Regions from separate parts of the Mus musculus genome. Here region 1 is linked to region 2. A link is a contact called in public HiChIP or PLAC-seq data. All regions are on one chromosome and are shown on one strand. Each heading gives the region's core, a stretch centred on a gene start, on an enhancer-like site or on the middle of the called end of the contact. The rest is flanking DNA. Distances are from core to core; before and after follow the strand shown.

Region 1 (7,089 bases), core at 3,615-6,114, 150 kb before region 2:
CTTGCCTTGCCTTGCCTTGGAGACACATTATAAGAAACATACTTTTACTTCTGTTCACTGGGGAAAAATGGCTGTAGAGTAAACCAGCTTAAAGTGCTCATTTACTAGATGTCTGGGAATTTTCTCTTACATAATTTCCTGTACTGAGTGGTCCCTCTGGATGTACATTCTGTAATTGCATTCTGTGTGTGCATTGTATGCTTGCAATCTTGACCTGTCTGCCATTACTGTAGATGCATGTTCCCGAAGTTTTCTTGGCACTCCTCCCTTTTCTCAAACTTGAAGACAGTAAACCGAGGACAGTTAGTATGGTTATGAGTTGAGATCTGTGGACATAGAATACCACAGTAGTTTAGGTGGACTAGCCCTTATGCTGCCAGTTTATTTTACTCTATTTTGTGTTTTTTGAAATAGAGGGAGGGACATACAGACAGATGGATAGACCAAAACTGGGCCTAGCATGGGCTTTTTAAACCTCAACATCCATACCTAGTGACACATTTTCTCTAAAAAGGCCACGCCTCCTAGTCTTTCTAATTCTTAACCAGTCCCACTTCTTGGTGACTAAGATATGAGCCTGTGGACGCTGTTTTCATTCAGTTCATGACGATTGCCAGCTGCCCCTGCTTATAGCTCCCCACTCTCATCTTTTTCACATCCTTTAGCATACTCCCTCCTTATCTGCAGTAAGTCCATACATTCTTCTGGGTTGTTGGTTTGTTTGTTTAGCAGCCAGTTTGATTTTATCTGTTACAGTGTATCAGCATTGTAGGTTATTTTATTTTTATTTTTGGTTTTTTGAGACAGGGTTTCTCTGTGTAGCCCTGGCTGTCCTGGAACTCACTCTGTAGACCAGGCTGGCCTTGAACTCAGAAATCCACCTGCCTCTGCCTCCCGAGTGCTGGGATTAAAGGCGTGTGCCACCATGCCCAGCTTTGTTGGTTATTTTATTATGTTATTTCTTCAGTTTGAATGTGGTTTTCATACTAGTTCATATTTTGGTTAGTAATTGTCTTCTTGTTGCATATTTGTAAATTACATCACAAGATACTATAAACTCTCTAAGAACAGGAGCTGGATCATTGTTTTGAGACAACTCTCCCATCCTTTCTCTAAATAATACACAGAGAGTGTTTGAAACTCTGTCTTAGGATTTCTAATTCTGCAGTAAAACCCTGTGTCCAAAACACAAGGTGGGGAGGAAAGGATTGGCTTACACTTCCATTTCACTGTTCATCATCAAAGGAACTCAAGTTAGGAATTCAAACAGGGCAGGAACCTGGAGGCAGGAGTTGATGCAGAGTCCATGGATGAATGCTGCTTACTGGCTTGCCCAGCCTGCTTTCTTAATAGAACCCAGGACCACCAGTCCAAGGATAGCACCACTCACAATAAATGACACCCTCTCCCATTAATCACTAATTACAAAATTGCCTTATGGGGCCAGGCAAAAGTAGCTCATGACTTTAATCCAGCACTCGGGAGGTAGACGGATCTCTGAGAGTTCAAGGCTACTCCCCTAGTCTACAAAGGGAGTCCGGGACAGCAAGGGCTCTGTTACACAGAGAAACCCTGTCTTGAAACACCTAAATTAAAGGGATGGGGGATGCCTTACAGCTGAATCTTATGGAAACATTTCTTTAGTTGAGGTTCCCTCCATTCAGATAACTCTTGTGTTGACTTAAGACGAGCCAGCACAAACTGTTAGCAGAAGTTGATCATTTTAACAGACCTCCCTTCCTTATAAAACAGTCTGCATTGGCAACTTAGTAGAAGCATTGCCTGAGAACTATCACCTCTGACTGACTGTGATGCCTGTACTCCTGATCCCCTGAGGAGGAGTTAAAGACAGCGAGTAGTTATTTACATCCATATCCCAGTTACCAAAAGGTGCGTAAGGTGACAGAGAGAGCTGTGGTACAGAATCATTAAGAGATGACTGACCATTGGAGCTCTGACACTCATGGTCTGACATAGGACAAGTGCTACATAAATGTCTCAGGTCCTATCATTTAAAGCAGTGATTCTCAATCTGTGGGTCACAACCCCTTCAGGAGTCAAACAACTCTTTCATCAGGGTCACCTTAGACCACTGGAAAGCGCAGATGTTTATATTACGATTCATAATAGTAATGTAAATGAAAATAATTTACATTTACATTGTAAATGAATGTAATAGTAGCAATGAAAATAATTTTCTGATTGGAGGGGTCACCACAACATGAGGAACTGTATTAAAGGGTCAAAACATTAGGAAAGTTGAGAACCACTGATTTAAAGTTACACATTTAAAAAGGCAAAGCAGTTGTACATAGTCCTTGCCATAATACATTAATTGGTTTATTTCTACACATACCTTTTGAGTTTCTAACTTATGTGTACATACTTTATGTAAATGTTTTAGTGCTATTTCTGCAAGTCTCTTAAGTTATGCTTTTACTTAATATTGTCATGAACATTGTGCTGGTGTTTATTCTTCATAATTATAATTTACAATGGCACATAATTTCCTTCACAAGATATACCATAATTACATAAATTTTTTTGGTGGTTTACTATTGACAAATTTAAACTGTTTTTATTTTTAGTATTAATACTTACATTTAACAATAACAGTGGAGGTTAGGTGTGGTGGGGAATGCCTTTAACCACGACACTTGGGAGGCAGAGGCAGACAGATTTTTGTGATTTTTGGGGGCCACCAGCAGTGAGACCCTTACTCAAAAGCAGCAGCAGCAGCAGTAGTAGTAGTAGTAGTAGTAGTAGTAGTAGTAATAGAAGGAGAAATAAAGATGGGGTGACAAGTCTCTTAGTGGGTAAAGGCTCTTGCTGCTAATCTTAACAACCTGAGTTCTATTCTGAGGGCCCACATGGTAGAAAAAAACCAACTCCCAAAAGTTGTCTTCGTATACATGCTATGGCATATATGTACCTTCACATATACATGTACACACAGACTAAAAAAGGTCAGCCAGGGCAACATAATGAGACTCTGCCTCTGATAGTTGATAGATAGATAGATAGATAGATAGATAGATAGATAGATAGATAGATAGATAGATAGATTGATTGAGATGACTCAGGAAGTAAAGGCACTTAACTGCCAACCTTCATGACCTGAGTTTGGTCTCGAGCCTACATGGTGGAAGGCAAGAACTGACTCTCAAAAGCTCTCCTCTGAGCTCTATACATGTGCACACAGAAGCAAGTAAATACATAAATAAATAGTATGGCCAGGCAGTGGTGGCGCAGCCTTTAATCCCAGCACTCGGGAGGCAGAGGCAGGTGGATTTCTGAGTTCGAGGCCAGCTGGTCTACAAAGTGAGTTCCAGGACTGCTAGGACTATACAGAGAAACCCTGTCTCAAGCGCCCCCCCCCCAAGTGATTTTTAAGTAAGTAATTGTTTTAAAAGGTGCAGACCAAGGAAATACACCCATCATTAATCCATGTCATCTACATTTATGCACATGAAATATCAGTTTTGTCCTTTTGATTTCTAATTTTTCATTAACCATGTATTTATTTTTTAATTTGAAAAGTGAAATAGGGCTGGGGTTGATGGTATACACCTTTAATCATAGCACTCAGGAGACATAAGAAGCAAGAACATCTCTCTGGTAGTTCAGAGTTAGCCTGGTCTACATAGTGAGTTCCAGAACAACTAGAGCTATAGAGTAGAGAGACCCTGTCTCAAGAAGGAATAGAAAAGTGAAGTATAAAATATAAAGCCGATAGACTGGGGTTTGTAGCCAGTTCAGTGGTAGAATGCTTGCCTAGTAAGTGCAAAGCCCTGGTCCTGGATTTAACACGCATCCATGGAAACATGAACACCTATAACTATAAGCCCATAGTTTTCAATTGTTATGTTCAGTCAATGTAAGGTTCCTCTGCCAAATTGCTATATTTCCAGAATTACTGTACATTACTGGTTACCAGTGTGCTGCTAGTTCATAGACTGGCACCAGAGATCACACTGGAGTGCACTGCTCCAGCATGCTAAATCTTTGGTCTTTGATTCCTGTCACTGATAAATGTTGACCCTTTTATTTCTCTTCTGTGGATCACCATTTTCTGCAGTTGCCCCATCCAGCCTTTGTTACTGTGTATTTAAATAATTGTTTGTTTGTTTTGAGGAAGTCTCTAGCCCAAGCTTGTTTTGTTTTGTTCTGTTTTGTTTTTCTGAGACAGGGTTTCTCTGTATAGCCCTGGTTGTCCTGGAACTCACTCTGTAGACCAGGCTGGCCTCGAACTCAGAAATATGCCTGCCTCTGCCTCCCGGGTGCTGGGATTAAAGGTGTGCGCCACCACCACGCCCGGCCCAAGCTTATTTTGAACTCACCATGTAGCTAAGGATGATCTTGTTCTTCTTGATCCTCCTCCCTCCACCCACAGAGTGCTGGAGTTACAGATATGCATCACCATGACTAGTTTTACTCAGTGCTGGAGATTGAGCCCAACTGTGTATTGGTGTTTTGCCTGTACTACATGTGTGCCTGATGTTCATAGAGGCCAGAAAAGGGTGTTAGATCTCCTGGAATTGGAGTTATATACAGTTGTGAGCTGTCTGTCATATTGGTGCTGGGAATCAAACCTGAGCCCTCTGAGAGAACAACTAGTGCTTTTCTGAACTCTCCAGCCCCTCCTACCCCCAGTTTATAGATTTTTAAAAACTGAATGTTAGAGTATATGTTCTTTGATACATTTTAAATCCATGTTTTGCCAAGATAGAGTCAATGCCCACTATGTAAAAGGCTTTGCATCTAAGCAGAGGACCTTGGATACCCATCGTATAGCTTTTTCCCTAACTGCAGGGCTGTGGGGCCCCTCCTTGCCCTTTTCCCCCCAGTATGTGGTTTGGACTGTTTTTTCCTTTCTGACTCTCAGCAGAGAGCTATTGCACATCGGAGGCTTCAGCAAGAACATTCACTTCCCCTTGTTTCTGACTTCCTGTTAAAGCAAGACAGTTTGTCAAGACAACCCTCCATGTGATAAAGTCTGGCATGGGAAGGCTGGAGAAGGCTGCTTGGCAGCTGGACTTGCCCCTGGAAGCGGGAAACCTTTTTCCTGAAGGACAGGATATAGAGATTGTTTATGTGGTACTTTCCCCCCTGTTGGGAGGTAGAAGAGATACAGAGAAGCAAGCAAAAAACTTTAGCCCAAATTGTAGCTCCTATTTTTACTCTTGGTAATGCTTTTTTTTTTTTTTTTTAAATTATGTCCTAGTATAACTTGCTCATCCTCAGTTTTCAGTTTTAAGCTTTCTCAGTGTTTCAATTTAATTTCTTGCCTGGTATCTTGACTGGGCTAGCAGGATTAATGATGAATGCAGGAGGCCAGAGAGGGTGTTGAGTCCTCTGGAACTGGAGTTAGTTTTGAGCTGCCATGTAGGTCCAGGGAGCTGAACCTGGGTCGTCTGTAAAAGCAGCCAGTGCTCTTAGCTGCTGAGCCGCCTCTTCATCCTCTCGATAGCTAGTTTTATGAGAGGGTATTTACAGCGCTTTCTTGTGTGACGGATTACTACGTGGATGTCTGTTACTCTTCTGCATCTGGGTCATCACCTCTTGAGTCGGGGCAGCAGATCTTAGTGCTTAATTATCACTGAAGCTGTGAACATACAGCAAGCATAGTGATGTGGCAAGTGAGGATTGAGACTTCCTGAAAAACCTGGTAGCTAACGCATTAAAAGGTGCCTGAGGAGTGTGAGAGTCCTAAGGAAAGACGAAGATCCTTCATAGACCTGATTACTTAAAATGTAGCTCACACTTTTGCCTCCTCTCTTATAGACTAGTTCCTCTCCCCACTCTGGAGTGTCCAGGCAGGTTCGGATCAAGCCTTCCCAGTCTGCAGGGGATATAAATACCATCTACCAAGCTCCTGAGCCCAGAAGCAGGCACCTGTCTGTCAGTAAGTCTCTTTCTTCTTTACTATCCTTGTAAATTTGATGTGTTCACATTTAAAATATTCAACTACTAAACAGTCATCAAATGCTCGTTGACTATCACTATGCAAAGTAGTGCTCTACATTTTTATTTGGGGTAGAGGGGACATGAAATGACCTGGACTTTTGAGGATCTTAGAATATAATAATAGGATGACATGGTTAAATTTGTTTTAAACATCCCTGAGAAAGTGATCTTAGGGATTCGTTTGAATACTCGCAGGGGACCTGTCAAGTTAGGGGTCAGGTCTGCATTTTAGTTTTGAGCACAGGCTTCTTGCTTACTCCTAAGAAATCCTGGGCTTCATGGAAGACGCTGACAGTCAGCTGAGTTACCCTGGAGACTCAGCATTGACAGAGTATGTACAACTGAACAGCAAAGAAATTATGTAGATGCTGCTAGACCTCCCGAGGAAGGCGTTCGTTCTAAATCAGGCTTGTGCATTATATAGCAGAAAATACAGTGTTCCTCTGGATACTTCTCAAGGTCTCTCTTAGTTAAGGTCTCTCTTAGAGGCTTGCCTTCAGCCCTGTCTTCATGGAGGCATTTTCTCAGTTGAGGTTTCCTCCTCCCAGATGACACTTAGCTTGTGTCAAGTTAACATAGAACTAGCCAGCAAAGGATTTGAGGAGAAAGCCCATTTCTTGAACTGTGGGATTTTTATCAAGGTAGAAATCTGGAGGCTGGAGAGATGCTCAGTGGTTTAGAATAGGTACTATTCTTTCAGGGACCAAAGTTCAGTTTCTGGCGCCCATGACAAGTGGCTCTAAACTGCCTGTCACTGCAGCTCTAGGGAATTCAGTTCTCTTTGCAGACTTTGGTGGTCATCTGCACTCACATGCACACATATCTATGTGTAAATACATATAAACGAATCTTTTTAAAAATCTAAAAGAACTATGCTTTATCAAACATTTGCATGTGCCTGCTACCCTGATGATCTGAGACACCTGCTGCTGCCACTAGGAAGCCAGGTTTTCCTTTTCACACTAGAGAGAATTCATTCAAATTTAGCTGCTCTCTGCAGATCCCGAGCTGGCTCTGGGAGGATTTAACCTTGTTCTGCTTCAGAGTGATGCTCTTCCCAAGAGAGTAGCCAGGAGAAACGAGCTGCTGAGACACTGGCGTTGCCTCACTGAGTAATTTCTG
Region 2 (6,575 bases), core at 881-3,380:
CCTCCTGGGCAGAGAGAATGGGGGAGGGGGGTCTGTCTCCAGAAAGGCACCTTCAAGTGACTTTGGTTCAGAGCACCTGTTTAGTGGAAGCCATTTGAAAATTAAAGCCCTGAAAGTGCACAAACACACACACACACACACACACACACACACACAACTCTTCTGTGATCACAGTCTTTACATACATAATCTAACAGGCAATCTAAAGTATAGAATCTGCAGACAGTGGAGGGACCAGAGCTGATGTAAAAGAACATGGAATTAGGTCCTAGGAGCTCAGCTTCCCATCCTGGAACATCCCAAGAAACTTCATTTAATTGGCTTCTGGGGCTGCAGTGACAAAGGCTTGGCAAAGAGGAGCTTATGAAGTCTGGAAAGGCTCTTTTGGAAGGAAAAAATGACTTGTAACGTTTACAGCTTTGCTTGGGTTCTGCCATCAGTGTTTGCCAGATGTTTTCTTCTACTCCTAAGCTAGCGTGTCATATCGGCTTCTTTGCTCTGGACTGGGGAATATAACGGCGTTGGCAGTGTGCTCGCCTAGCATGCGTGGAGCCCTGCCTCCCATCCCTAGCACCACATAAAGCTGGGTGTGGTCATGCATGCCTGTAATCTCAGCACTTGGGAGGTGAAGGCCAGAGAAGTGGAAGGTCAGTTTCATTATTGGCTACAGTGTACATAATAAGATCCTGTCTCCAGAAGGTGGGGGAGGGGCTCCTTTGTTCAAAGAGCAGGAAAGCTAAGCCTGCATGAACTGGCCTGTGAATCTTCTGTGGGGTCAGCCAAGTTTGACTTGCTGCTCTGTAGAGCCAAGGCTTGCTGTTATGGTCCTAGTGTTTTCTTTATATCATGTAACAGCATCAGTGTCTGACAACAGAGAATCAGATAATGCACATGAAACAGTGTTACATGGTCAGTAAAAAGGATGCTGCAGGGATGGAGACATAGCTCATACATTAAAGCTGTTTTCCGGTGATATTGGCTATTTTTCTATTGCTGTGACAAAATGTGATGACCAAAGCAATTTAGAAAAGGAAACACTTAAACTGCATGTGGGGGGTGCAGACTTTTGGTCCCAGCACTCAAGAGACAGAGGCAAGTGGATCTCTGTGAGCTCAAGGCCAGCCTGGTCTACAAAGCCGTGTTGCACAAAGACACCCCGTCTTTAAAAACAAACAAACAAACAAAACCCATTTAATTGGCCTTATGGTTTCGAAGGGTTAGAGTCCATGCTAGGGGTAAAAGGCAAGGTGGTGACAACAGCTTAGAGCTTTCTCTTTCTCGACACCACCGTCATCTTCCACCCCCACCCCCATTCTGAATCACGTACTTCTGTTTTCCCAAATCTTTCCTAGCTCCTCAGCATGTCTTCCACCCCATCCAACTGGCTTCCTGCATGGGCCACCCTAGCCAATCCTCTGGCATTTCTTTTCCCCGAGAAAGCAAATCAGAACACTTCCATCCACGAACCCGAGTGTCCTCACTTATCTTCATCAGGGGACTTCAGAATGTAGCTCTCTGGGCTTCTCAGAACTCTCAGGGACTCTGAGCTGAGTCTGAGATAGGAGAGGCGCTTCCACCTTCCCTTCCATCCCGACTTTGGGAACAGCCCTGCTTTGCTGTATCACGCGATCGCAGGATTGCCTGTAAAGGACCCCACCGCTCTACATAGTCTAAACGCCGGTAACTTTTGGGAAAGCCTGTCTAAAGAGCTTAGTGCGGCATGGTTGACTTTACTGTCTGTCCCCACCTAGCTTATTGTCTACCAACAGCCCAAGTATCAAGGCATGACCTTGCACTGGTATTTCTCTTGCCACCAGCTCCCATAAGCAAGGGTTATGGGTCTGCATCACCAAGCCTCGCTCAGTAGCGATTGTCTAGAGACAAATCCGCACTCCTTTCGAAGCAGGAGATGGCTTCCCTACTCTTCTTCCGAAGCACCCAGCTTTTTAAGCTATTTGTTCACGCTTCTCCTCTCAGCCAATCCTGTTAAGAGGCAGAGTAAGCGTCACGAGTTTCTGGGCAGATCAGGGGACTTCGGCGCAGCACAGGCGCACAGCGCCCCTTACAGGAGCACGGACTCAACGGTTGCCGCACGTGGTGGTTTCGAGCGCGTTGGCGATGTCGCTGTTCAGTCTGAGGTCCCCAAGCATCGAGGAAGGTTCGGCAGTGAGGCAAGAGGGGCAAGACGACCGCTTTGACTCAGTGAGGATTTGGGTCCTATTTGGTTTGCTTGGATTTATGTCGGTTTGTACTTGTGAAATCCAGGAGAGGATCAGCTAGCAGGTGGGGGAGTTAGCCAACACGCCTGGAAGTATTTGGTTCCCATCTATTTCCAAGTGTTTTAAATACTGCCGTTAAATGCCTTCAGACTCAACTGTATGCACGCCACTTTCCCAGCGAAGGCTGGCCTTTTGATCCCCCATCCAAGTGTTCCTTCCCACAAGTATTAGTTTATATTTCCTTTGGTTCCACCATTGGTAATTGCTATAACCGTTCCAGTCTGTAGGAACCCATCAGTGGCTAAAACAAGGGACCCTTCCTTCATGGTGTTTATAGTGCAAGGAAGACAGACACAGCCTTTTTTCTTTTTCTTTTTTTCTTTCTTTTTTTTTTTTTTTTTGGTTTTGGTTTTGGTTTTTCGAGACAGGGTTTCTCTGTGTAGCCTTGGCTATCTTGGAACTCACTTTGTAGACCAGGCTGACCTCAAACTCAGAAATCCGCCTGCCTCTGCCTCCCAAGTGCTGGGGTTAAAGGCATGTGCCACCATGCCTGGCCGGACACAGCCTTTTAGTTCAGGGAAGAGAGGCACAGCGGAAACTTGGAAAAATGTTCCTGGCATACCACCACCACCACCACCACAAGCCATTGGCAAGAGAGATCTTTATTCAGTGGCCAAAGATGCTTCTCAATTCAGAGCTGGCTGACAGTAGTGGTCATGTTTTCTGAGACAAAGTCAGGACTTTCCAGGACTCAGGGTTAGGCAGTGCTGTCCCTTTTTGCTAATTTCATGGACTGATGATTGTAGTCACCACTGCTGTAGGTGACTTTAAAGGGGGGTGGGCTCTAGGTCAAGTTAACCCCGTATTATCCTTTTGAACCAAAGTGTTTTCAAATGGTCCCATATATCTGCATGCAACACTGTCTGAAGACAGAGGCAGGCCTCTTTATTCTCTCCAATCACTCATCCAAGGCTGGATTGAAGAGTGCTTTCAGTCTTCAGGATGTTTAGAAAAAAAAAAAAAAAAGTAACCCAGGCAACCATTCTTAACTGTGGTCAGTTGCAATCTATAACTGGAAGACCAACACTGCATTGCTACACTGTGTGACCTTCACAGTGAGTAGCTTTTTAAGTTAACAGAGAACAACTGAAATTAGGGGGAGTTATTTAGGTTCTCTCCGTGGTAACACTTACAGGGCATGGCCACCGTAAATGTGTTAGAGGTGATGTGTAGGATAGGAAAGGAAAACGGACCGACATTGTGGGTGCTGAGGGCTGAAGAGAGAGTAGTCAGGGTAAAGGGACCTCCTAAGAGATGAGCAGAGAGCAAGGGGAGGAGGGGATGGCTCCCAGGCAGAGAGGAGGCAAAGGCTGGAGTGTGGCTCCCGCTTAGGAGAAACCTCAGGAACACTTGAATGCGAATGGGCCTCGAGAACCCAACGTCCAAAGCACAGGATGTGGCTGAAGCCATACCTCACACATCTGGGATAGGTCCTGTCCCACAGCCAATCCCCAAGGGTCTGGACCGTGGGCCTGAACTTTCCAGTAGTTTAATCCTAGCTGGTCCTGGTGTTACACTCCTGTAGTCCCAGCATTAGGGAGAGATAGGAGGATCAGGAGTTCAAAGTCATCCACAGCCACATAGCAAGTTCAAGGCCAGCCAGCCTGGGCCACGTGAGGCTGTCTCAAAAACAACAAAGCCAAAGAAAAAAAAACAATTTAAGTTCTCTAAGTTGGGATATATTTTACAGAATAAACCAAGGAATACATAGACCATAGAGGGAGCAGATGCTAAGACTGCCAGCCTCGGAGTGACCAGACAAGTGTAGGCTGAGTGCTGGCTCACTCAGAATCAGATCAAATGCATGCTGACAAAATGATGAAGGATTAGAGCTGTGGGTGTGACAGGCAGATGGGAGGAGGGCATGACACAGCGTAGCGCACAGAGTGTCTGGGAACCTGGGATGGTGGCACAAGCCTTTAACCCAGCGTTGGAAAAACCAAGTCAGGAAGACTGTGAGTTCAAGGTTAGCCCAGGATAAATACAGATTGGCCTGGGCTATAGAGCAAGATCCTGTCTCAAAATAAAAGAAAGGAAGGAAGAAAGAAAGGATGGAAAGAAACAAGGAAGGAAGGATAAACACAGGTGTGGAGATGAGGGGTGAGGGGTGATAGGGTGATGACCAAAAAGAACCCTCACCTTTCCCTGTTTTCCTGTGTCTACTGAGGGGCACAGACCTAAACTAGTAGCAACTACAGGGAAAACCAACCAGTTTGACTGCAGTGTATCTGTTCCTTTGAGCCAGCGTCTCTCACTCAACTTAGGCTGCTAACCGACAAGCCCCAGCAATCCTGTCTTGGCCCCTCTTAGGACTGGGCTTGTTGGTTTTTGTTTTTTGTTTTTTGTTTTTTTTTTTTTTTTTTTTTTTTTGGAGACAGGGTTTCTCTGTATAGCCCTGGCTGTCCTGGAACTCACTTTGTAGACCAGGCTGGCCTCAGAAATCCGCCTGCCTCTGCCTCCTGAGTGCTGGGGTTAAAGGCGTGCGCCACTATGCCCGGACTGGGCTTACAGGCTTGCATGGCCACGTCCAGATTTTTATTTGAACTCAGGTCCTCCATATCCCCAACCAATATTTTCTACATCTTATGGAAAGTTTACAAAATATTGAGGCCACCTGCTACCCACCATGCCACCGTTTGAATGCAATACATGACTGACAAGGACTCTGCAACTGAGGCACATCCTTAGGTCTAACTTTTCATTACATCACTTAGCAAAGGTATCTTTACATTTGCCTTTCCTACTAAACTTTAAGGAATCCATTTCTACAGGATAAAGATGTTTCTTCTCCTCCTCCTCCTCCTCTTCCTCTTCCTCCTTTCTTCTTCTTTGACACAGTCTCACTGTCTAGCCATAGCTGTCCTGGAACTCACTATCTAGACCAGGCTGACCTTGAACTCAGAGAGAACCATCTACCTCTGCCTTCTGAGTGCTGAAGTTAAAGGCGTGTGCCATCAGCACCTGGCTGATTCTTCCCCATTTTACTTGGAGCCTGGCATGCTCAACAATACATTTATAAAAATGCATGGATGCCATCTGTCCCGTCTGGGGACATTTCCTTCAGAATTGTTACCCAGCTTACATTTGGAAATTCATTCAGTATGCCGGGTGTGGTGGCGCATGCCTTTAATCCCAGCACTCGGGAGGCAGAGGCAGGTGGATTTCTGAGTTCAAGACCAGCCTGATCTACAGAGTGAGTTCCAGGACAGCCAGGGCTACACAGAGAAACCCTGTCTCGAAAACAACAACAACAAAACAAAAATAAAAACAAACAAACAAAAAAGAGTTGTAAGTAACTGGAACTAAGTTTGACAACTCCCATGGCTAACACTGTTTTCTTTTTTTACACACACACACACACAAAGGGAGAATTTAATAAAGAAAGTGATTTTTCCTGTGTAACTTAAAAGCTAGTTATAAATCACTTCCAACAGACTTTTGAATAATGGTATATCATCTTTGGCCCAGAACTCAGTATGTAAACCAGGCTGGCCTTGAATTCATAGAGCTCCACCTGCCTCTGTCTCTGCCTGCCAAGTGCTAGGAAGAACTAAAAGTGTGCTGGCACTTAATGTGGTTATTTTGGAAAAGTAACATTCACTTGGAAGTATTACTTTTGATATGCCTGTTACATATGTACAAAAAAAGACCAAAATAAAACAAACAAGCCGGGTGTGGTGGCGCACACCTTTAATCCCAGGACTTGGGAGGCAGAGGCAGGCAGATTTCAGAGTTCAAGGCTATCCTGGTCTACAGAGTGAGTTCCAGGACAGCCAAGGCTATACAGAGAAACCCTGTCTCAAAAAAACAAAAAACAAAACAAAACAAAACAAAAAACCAACCCCCAAATCAAAACAAAGCAAGAAGGCTCCTGGCTGGCTGGAGATGAGACCCAGAGTAGAACACTTGTCTAGCCTACCAGAGGCCTCAGCTGTGTTCCCTGGGGGAAACAAACAAAGAGGAAAGGAAATGGGAATGGGGGAAACTTCTAGAAGTTAGTTTAGATGGGGGTTTTGTTTTGTTTTGTTTGAATAAAAAGAAACAGAACAGGGGCAGGTGACCTAAGCATGGACCCGGACTACAGCAGTGGAGCCAGCTGAAGGGGAGCCATTTGTCTGTTGAATGTGGTGGCGAACCAGGGAGAGACAATGATCTTGAGAGATGTTTCACAGAGGTTCTGAAGAGGCCAGATGGAAACATTTCTCCCAGAGAGCAAGCTTCCAGTGACTGTGTTCGCTGGGTTCAGGGTCACTTTGCACTGAACATGGCCAACTAGATTTCATCTCCCCAATCACC

What was found. HiChIP or PLAC-seq counts read pairs in DNA pulled down with a chosen protein or histone mark.
Region 1: an H3K27ac HiChIP or PLAC-seq map of microglia shows a contact between it and region 2, with 3 times the contacts expected there. The contact joins the enhancer-like site here to the promoter of Tcam1 in region 2. A contact is called at or near these places in 1 of 484 Hi-C or Micro-C datasets (the G1E-ER4 cell line), 2 of 115 datasets of contacts at active chromatin or transcription factors (embryonic stem cells and microglia) and 3 of 9 other capture datasets (adipose tissue, liver and pancreatic islet).

Annotation. Positions count from the first base shown.
Region 1 is chr11:106,118,002-106,125,090 of GRCm38.p6, forward strand. It overlaps Map3k3 (mitogen-activated protein kinase kinase kinase 3), which reads left to right. Exons shown (of 16, transcript NM_011947.4): 6 at 5,785-5,905. Among named protein-coding and RNA genes, the nearest start is that of Map3k3, 37 kb to the left of the region's middle. Within about 2 kb of position 4,865, at least 106 of the 459 cell types and tissues checked have an H3K27ac peak or open chromatin away from gene starts, as enhancers often do. A contact at or near this core is called in the G1E-ER4 cell line, adipose tissue, liver and 1 more, where this site is marked.
Region 2 is chr11:106,274,592-106,281,166 of GRCm38.p6, forward strand. It overlaps Tcam1 (testicular cell adhesion molecule 1), which reads left to right and starts at 2,131. Exons shown (of 8, transcript NM_001379686.1): 1 at 2,131-2,202.